Linked DNA regions of Capsicum annuum: region 1 is linked to region 2. A link is a contact called in public Hi-C data. All regions are on one chromosome and are shown on one strand. Each heading gives the region's core, a stretch centred on a gene start, on an enhancer-like site or on the middle of the called end of the contact. The rest is flanking DNA. Distances are from core to core; before and after follow the strand shown.

Evidence for each region. A called contact is a pair of places that touch in the nucleus more often than the background predicts.
Region 1: a contact with region 2 is called in a Hi-C map of placenta, with 1.8 times the contacts expected there. The contact joins two enhancer-like sites. A contact is called at or near these places in 3 of 5 Hi-C or Micro-C datasets (bud, leaf and placenta).

Annotation. Positions count from the first base shown.
Region 1 is chr2:118,415,601-118,420,111 of UCD10Xv1.1, reverse strand. No RefSeq gene overlaps it. Among protein-coding and RNA genes, the nearest start is that of LOC124896245, 78 kb to the left of the region's middle. Within about 2 kb of position 1,906, at least 1 of the 5 cell types and tissues checked has an H3K27ac peak or open chromatin away from gene starts, as enhancers often do.
Region 2 is chr2:118,331,014-118,335,811 of UCD10Xv1.1, reverse strand. No RefSeq gene overlaps it. Among protein-coding and RNA genes, the nearest start is that of LOC107859092, 18 kb to the right of the region's middle. Within about 2 kb of position 2,746, at least 2 of the 5 cell types and tissues checked have an H3K27ac peak or open chromatin away from gene starts, as enhancers often do.

The DNA of each region.
Region 1 (4,511 bases), core at 657-3,156, 85 kb before region 2:
GGATGAGATACTAGAGACAGAATGGAGATGAGAGAACAAGCCAAGGCTTCACATAATACGCATAATTGTTCTGTCGAATTCCAAGTCCTATTTAACCAATTGACAATTGGGCCTGGATCCCAAATAAAATACTCCAACATTTCAATAGGTCCAATAATCTCAACTAGATCAGTCCAATTCACCGCTTCTAACCCATAGCCTAGTACAAAGTCGACTTGGTTCACAACAGTAACTCTCCCACCTCAACTAATTAGTGTTTTGGGTTTAAGTCCTAAAAGTAAAATATTCATATTTAGAAGCAAGCTTGTTACTTTCCAAGGAACTTTTTGATGCTAATCCGAATAATTCAGACCCTAATGTAGATCGGGATAAGGCTATAATGTGTAACTGTGTATTTTACAAGTTCAACTGAACTAGTACTTTGGTTCATATTTTGTATTCGACATAAAAAAATTATTGAGACCCTAAAGTATGCGTTTGGCCATGCGAATTTTTTTACCCTTTTTCAAAAAATTATTTCATTTTATTGAAAAAAAAAGTGAAAATAGTAATATTTTACCGTAAAAATTATTTCACTTTAATGAAAATTATTTCTCTAAAACTTGTTTTCACAACTATTCTTCTCATAAAATTTTAAAAATAACTTAAATTTATATTCATAGTCAAACACACACCAACTTCAACTTTAGCTCCAATTTTAAAAAAATATGTTATTTTCATTACCAAATGGGCCTTAATTTGAAACCTAATAATATAAAAAAGAATAAATTCAAAATTCATAATTTTCAAATGTATATTACCCCACCTCTAATACGTAGTACTATCTGATAGTGGAGGGAGAAAAAGCAAATAAAAAAAAAAGGAAATGCATTAGCAGTGGTGTAGCTACATAGACGAAGGTAGACAGTTGAACACCCCTTTTCCGAAAATGTATTATATGTAAAAAATAATTTTTATGTACATAAGTTAAATATTATTTTTAGATATATATTAAATCTTGAACACTTTCAATGACATTTCTGACTTTGCCACTGTGTGTATGAGTTCACTCATTTTAACTAACGACAAAATGATCTTCCTTGCGTGATTAATGATCAACTTCCGACAGCTAATACAATTTAAACTACAAAGGAGCATCTCAATAAGCTAAAAATTATGCTATATATGTGCGAGTTCATGAAAAGGTCGAACCGATTAATTAGACTATAACATTGTGTTTTCAAACATGTTAAAATTATTTGTCATTTGGTAGGAGGTATAAGGTAGAATATCTCATGAATAAGTTTGAGATATCCTATAAATAAAATTTATATCATATTTGATTAGTGATATAAATTTATCTCCGAACTAATTTCTACCATACCATCAACATGCTAAACGTTATATCTTAGTGAAAGGATACGTTGGATGGACCATGAAATTCAAGTGGCTCTTCATGAACTGACACCGTAAAAACACCAAAGTGGCATCACTAGCCTGTGGGTGCCCTTATTGGCATACAATAATAGATGAAAGAAGGCAATTGGGTGAATCTCATCTTCATCAACTTGGTCCTTGGTCCTTGGCCTGGTGGCATGCACTTGGTTCCGGTCAGAACAGAGGCAAATTCAAAATTTTAAATTTATGAATTTTGAATTTTAAAAAGCGTAATCTATTAGATTTTAAATAAAATATTAATTGACTATTAATAATATGTAGAATTTTGTATAAACCTACTACGATTTATCGACCTCATTACTAAAACTCTAGCTCTACCATACGCTAATTAAAAGTAAGCATGGCAAAGCTTCCATACCAACTGAATTATTATTATTATTTTGATCGAATCTTTTCTAAGATTGCGGAAGATATATACGCAGGCATTTCATGTACAGGCCGTAAAAAGGCAGGGTCCATTTCACACTAGAAGTGGACTAAAGGTTGCACAAATGTACCTTTATATCGTACTCCATGATGTATACGTTTGTGCGTACTAGTGTTTTATCAATACTAAAGTTATTTGTTGCGTTTTATATTAGTAATTATAGATATTTGAGTGCACTTGGGCGGAGCCAAGTGTGAGTTCACTTTGGTAAAAAATTATATTATAAGCTCAAGATTAAGATTATTTATATATATATAATAAATGTTGAATTTTCATGGCTTTTTCATGGGCTTATTTTTTCATATTTTGAATAAATTTTATGGCTCAACCGCTATTTGAGTGTATTATCTTTCTCCATTGATTTCTCTTCGACGAAACAGATGGAAGTTAGAATAATAAAGAAATAATCTATCTAATAACACGGCAGAGCAATGGCTCGTGAACTCCTGTGTTACTATCTTTCTGGTACATCTATAATCTATAATCTATAATCTATATCTATATATATAATTTATAATTTATATATCTATATGTCTATATAACTAGCCCATGGTACGTGCTTTACACGTGCATATTGCATCGTTAATATAAAATGATAAGAATAACAATTGTTTGGAAAAAACTTATTAATATTACACTAAATGTAATATTTGTTTAAATAATGAGCATAAATGTCATTATATCGATACAATGCTTGAATTAGCTTTTGAATGCATGTATATGATGAATTTATGTTTATCTTGCGAGATAAGGTTTTATGTCCTTCTTTGTTTAGTCTTTTTGTCGATTAACATTATACTTTGAGATTTTATGTCTCTACAATATTTTATAATAAATTAAATAACTAAAGATCAAGAGTAACTACACAAAAAAAATTATATATATCATTATATTGTCACATTGTAAGTAGTTATATGTTCACATAGACAAAAAAATGATCTAGGATTTAAAATTTATGATATGGTAGAACGACTTTAAATTAATACTATAACTAATTATGGTAGTATTAAGAGGGTGAGATATCACAAATTACCATACTAATATTTACCCTAATTGACACTTTTTTTAATAATTGTCTCAAATAGAAATACAAGCATTCAAAAGCATTCAAATGCATCACTTTCTAACATACTAATATGTATCACTTTCTAACAACTTCGTAAAACATTCAAAAGCATGAATCGTTATTTATCTTACGTAGTCGCATCCATTTATAAGCATATGTAAATTTAAGTTTATTTCTTTAAGGACTATATTACTCAAGACTACGTCAGTTTTAGGTCCACTAAATCATGATTAATGATCATTTGTTTATATATATTTAAAAATAAAAATCAACTTATTATATTGCTCTCATATTGTTTGAAGTGATACTTGTGACTTTAAAAAGATACTTGGGTCTTTCAAAAGGTACTTAAATCTCCTAATTTTAAAAAAATAAAAAAGATATTTTAGTAATTTAATATTTAAACAACAAACGTGATCCTTTTTCAGAAGAGAGTTCCGATCATTATCCTCTAAGAGAAACTTTATTTCTTCATAGCTCAAAGACACTCTTGAGTTGAAGCCTAAGTATGTTATATTGAATAATAATTATCGGCTCCTCTTATTTAAGTAGTCACAGCTATAATTAGCTATATAAACATGGATATCTTTATATAAACATAGAGAGTAGATTTTGAAATTTGTGGATTCCTACAAAAATTCTAATTAATAAAATGACAATTCACTAACAATTAATGAGCAAATTAAATATAGTGAATAAACTATTACTATTGATATGACAAGTTAAAATTATATTAATATTGATGTACGGAAACATAATTCTAAATAATAACACTACATTATGAATAAGTATAATAATGTAACACAACTACTTATAACAAATTAACAATCACCAAAAAAATATAATAAAGTAGAAGAAGAATAAATATCGATGATGAGGAAAAAAATAAAGTAGAATAAGAACCAACGAAGAAATTATGTAAACACTTACTCGAGATCTCACTCATCATATTTCATATATATATATATATATATATATATATATATATATATATGTATATATTGATTTTTATTATGAAGTTCAGTTGTTCTGTTAATATCACTTTCTTGTGGCATGCAAATAAGCTGAACAAAATGGTAAGTCAATTCTAATTGTTAATATCAATTGTATATGAAACATTATAAATAAAAATCATAAAGATAACTTCTCATAGCAATTGGTCATTAAGAGTAGACAATTATTTATCATTATAAAAACTTGACGAACACTAAAATTTTAGAAAACTCACCTCAAATCATAAATAGATTTATTTTTTCAATAGTACTCATCAAATTTATCTCTTCAGTAGATACTATCAAAATTTCAATTAGCACATGAGCAATAACAGATATATTAGGAATGTTATGCTTAAAGTCCATAATCTATCTAAGCTCTTCAGCTATGAACTTCACAATCTTGAATGCTTGTTGGAGTATAGAGGAGCAGACGGATCTAATAAACAAAACAAATAGAAACCCAACCTAAGTGATATTTTAATTGATTAAAGGTGTCCTAATCCAAAAGTGATTCGTAAAAGTAGATGTGGTTTTTAACCAATGATTTGTAAAATTAATTAAATAATAATTTAAGAAAAATAGTAAA
Region 2 (4,798 bases), core at 1,497-3,996:
TAAATATAAAATCTTGAACGTAACTATTAGGTTCTGTTGAACTCTTAACCAAACCTCTGACTCCGCTCATAAGCTAAAAAGTAAGCATGACAAGTCGAATTATTAATTATTATTATTTTGATCGAATCTTTTCTAAGATTGCGGAAGATATATATGCAGGCATTTCATGTACAGGCCGTAAAAAGGCAGGGTCCATTTCACACTAGAAGTGGACTAAAGGTTGTACAAATATACCTTTATATCGTACTCAATGATGTATACGTTAGTGTTTAATCTTATATATTTGAATGTAAGTACGTAATCATGGAAGCAATACTAAAGTTATTTGTTGCGTTTAATATTAGTAACTATAGATATTTGAGTGCAGATCGGTGGAGCCATGTGGGAGTAATGGGGCCAATCCTGCCCAAATCTCCTTTGGTGAAAAAAATTATATTGTAAATTTATCGTTTGAATTATTTTTTTTTATTTATATATAATAGATGTTCAATTTCTGGACTTCTTCCTGTTTTACTTCATATCTTAAATAAAAATTCTGATTCCGTCACTATTTCATTATATTATTTTATCTTTCTCCATTGATTTCCCTTCAATGAAACCGTTGGCAAGTTAGAATAATAAATAAATAATCTATAAATAATAAGGCAAAGCAATGGCTCGTGACCTCATGTATTACTGTCTTTAATTTCTGGTAGATATATGCAAGTTGATCCTCGTAATATAAAGTCTGTGATAATCTGAATGGGGACCTTCCCAACAGGCAACAAGGCAAAGGCTAATTTATTTTTCTTTTATTCCTTTCTTAATTTAATAGTATACGTATTTTATTTATTTATTTTTAATTCTCAACTCATCTCCAATGTGAGCTCAAAATGCTAATAATTAACCAATAGATTAGTTAACATATCATTTAGATGATTCGAAAATCGTAAGTAAGAAACTTTTTGGTTAGTTTCCTAAAATGATGATTTTGAGCAAAAGAGAAAAATTAATCCTAAAACAAAGTTTCAACATGGAACCCCTAAAACTAGCTAGCTAGCTAATGGTCAAAAATATCATTCTCTACCAAAGTACAAAGCATTTTGATTTAGTTAAGCATTTTTCTAGTCAAGGACCACAAGACCATGCATGAAGATGGTAGATATAGAGAAAATTATTGGAAAGTCTCATAGCAGGTATATCTAGGAACATCTTTAACTGTGATGAGGAGTGTAGTGAGATCGTTGAAATACCTTCATCTTTAATCAGAGATCTTAAATTTAAATTTTCGAAATATAAAACTTTTTGATACGAAGCACTTCACCCCCGCATAGTAATTTCTTGGACAGCAGCCTCAAGTGTTAGTAAATGAGTTCTTGTAAAGTGTCACAAGTGTAGTGAGATCGTTGAAATACATTCATCCTTAACCAAAGATCTTGGACTCAAGCTTTCGAAATATGAAACTTTTTGATAGGAAACGCTTCACCCGTTATAGTGATTTCTTGAACAACGACCTAAAGTGTTACTAAATGAGTTCTTGTAAAATGCATCTCTAAACACAACTATCCAATTTAAATCAAAACTATTTTTTTCTGTCAAATTCAAATATTATAATATTAAAGCATGTCTCCGCTCATGAATTCAGATTAGTCGATCTAATAGATATTAAATACATACGGAATAATTAAATGAGAAAACAAAAACATCTAAGGACCACCTTAATTTTAGAGAGGACCACGGCATGCAGCATCCCGTTTTTGGCCCGTGGTTGGTTATCTTTACTTCACGAGATTTTTTATTTTTTTTTTCTTTCTTCTTTTTGGCTTTTCAGATTTTTATGATATATAGTTAACTTAGAAGGGACGCAAACCTACAGGTTTCCTCGAAAAAAAAAGTATATATGATGGGGTTAAATCATCACAAGAATATGGTGAATACCGTTAATTAATTAAATATAGCAAATTACGCTTTGATCATGATTCATGGATGCATGGACCACTTTTTGATTTAAATATCATACTTTATTCATCAATTTTATTTAAATAGTTGATTAGTATGATCATAATTAACTAAATATGGAAAAAAACACCCGATCCGGAAAGTTAAAAAACAATACTCCCTCCGTTTCGGAATAAGTGAATTGTTGAGGTATTTATTGGTGTTTTAAAATAAGTGAATCATTGAATTTTTTTTCAAATTTGTCCTTATGATTTGACAACAAATTAACTTTTGAAAAGGTATTATAAGGTCAATTTTTTCTTTTTTTGGGATAAAAATAAAAAATTGTGTTAAATTTATGTCTTTAATGTTTTTTCCTTAATATGTGTGCCAAAATTAAATAATTCGTTTTTATGAAACGGAGAGAGTAATAAAAAAAATTAGTTGAAAAGGACATTTTTCCAAGTTTACAAAATTTGCCCTTTGTTTTTTATTCTTTTTGTCCTTTGTTATTGTTGTCTTTCCGGATAATGGGGAGAAATTTTAAAATGGAAATTAAAAGAGACTTTTGACTTTCACAAAAGAATACATAGAATTCAAATTCTATTTTATCATCTAAAGAATACATAGAATTCAAATTCAATTTTGTCATCTCATACTATATGCTGAACCTGGGTCTACAAGTGATGAATTAAACATGTTAGATTTAAGTAAGTTATCTTTTAATACTCTTAGATGGGATGGCTGAAGGTCAAGAGGGAGGGAGATTGGAGGACAATAGAGACTCCCAAAGGTGTGGGGTGGATCTTAAGTAGGTCCTACCAAATTGAAGTACAAAATTCAATGAAGATTATGCCAATATGATATATAGTATAGGTGATTGTTAGGGGACGACAAGTAGTGGGTAGACATTTTTAGAAAAGATATTATAAATGCTCTCCCATATCAATTAGTATCATATATATAGTTTAATTGAATATGTTATTTAAAACAAATTTCTTGAAATTATGTAAAAAGTATTCCATTCAGAATCAAATGGAGAAGTATATATATATATATATATAGTGGCGGAGCTGGAATTTTCACCAAGGAGGTTTAAAATCGAAAAATGTAGGCACACGAACTAGCCGAAGGGGGTTCAACATCAATTATATATACATAAAAAGAAATTTTCACTATATAGAAATAGTATAATTTTTCGTCGAAGGGGGTTCGGATGAACCCCTAATCACAAGGTGGCTCCGCCACTATATATATGTATATATATATATATATATATATATATATATATTCGATTTTACCGTATTGTTTAAACTATATTCATTTTGGCAAACTATAGATAAAATCTTCTTCAAAAATTTTGCTCGATGTTGATTAACAAATATTTCATGGCATTGACTGTTGTGTGAGGTATCGACATATGTAATATTTTTTTCGCTTGTCATGATTTAGTTATTATATTGTAGATCCTCATAAATTTCTATTTGGATCGGGCTAGTTTTAGACAAATAAATTAAATTTAGATACTATAAAAATGAAACTATTACTGAAATAAAATGGACGGATAAATTAAATTGAGGTACTATGGATGAAATGCATAAGGTACCAATGTACCACTGGAATGAAGGTATCATGAGGGAAACAAAATTAAGATACCTGAAATGACCTGAAATGAATAAATTATCAAAACTTATACACACGTCTCTGAAGTTTAGAAGTGATAAATCAAACTTAAAACATCAAAAGTTTGCTTACACGGATAATATGCCAAACACTTTGACTAAAACTTGGCTTTAGAAGCCAATTTAAAGTCAACTTTTATAAGAGATGAACTTTGACTCCAATTCAACCTAAAAAATTCAACTCATAAATTGATAAAAAATTTCCAACACCACATATAGAAGAAAACAAATATCCATTTTGCCATTAGTAAGATAAAAGCTCAAAAATTTACTTTCAAAAACCTTAAATTTGTTATTCTTTTAAAGATAAATTAATAATAATAATAATAATAATAATAATAAGAACAACAACAACAATACCACATAAATTAAAACGAATCTAAACCAAACATAATAGAAATGAGTGGACGTATAGTAACTTTGGAAAGGAGGGGAGTGGATGTTGCCTAATTACACCCAAACTTAGCCAAACTCAATGGAACCTTCAACCACTAATTCTCACATGTGATGCACGTGGCAGTTATTTCAGGAAAGGTCCTTTTTTTTTGGCTTGCCTAATCCGTCAACGCCTACTATTTCATTATGACCTCTTTAATAATGTAATAGGAGTACTATTTTATTTGAGTTAAAAATTCATCAATTTTCTTTTTCTTTTAACCTTTATAGAATTGAAACAGGATTTGCGGATACCGGTACTTTGGTTGGATTTGGCGTTCTTCGTTTTCATTCTCTTCATTTTTATTAAGTTTCTATCTTAATTAATAATATTTGATATAATTTAAATTAAATAAATAAAATTTAATTATTTTAAAATAAATCTCTAACTATAATTTAAATAATAAATACATTATATATTTTATTTTAAAAATATTATGATCCTGTAATCTTAGCAACATGTCTATAAATAAAGCTACAAAAAGTTTTCTCTTCCTCTTCTTTTTCCAGCAAGAATTCCATCTTTTAATTTCTTTGTAAATTAAATTTTTTTATTATCTGTTTTTTTTTTAAACTTTTTCTTTAACAATTGGTTATTTTATTTTCTTTAAAATAGTTGAAATAAAAAAGCATAAACAACCAGCTCTTCTATTTTAGATTAATTTTTATCAGATTTCTGAAACTTTTTCTTAAAGATTAAATATTTTGGTTTCTTTGAAATAAAATAGGAAGAAAATGAGAGAAATATTCAGCTCTCGTATTCT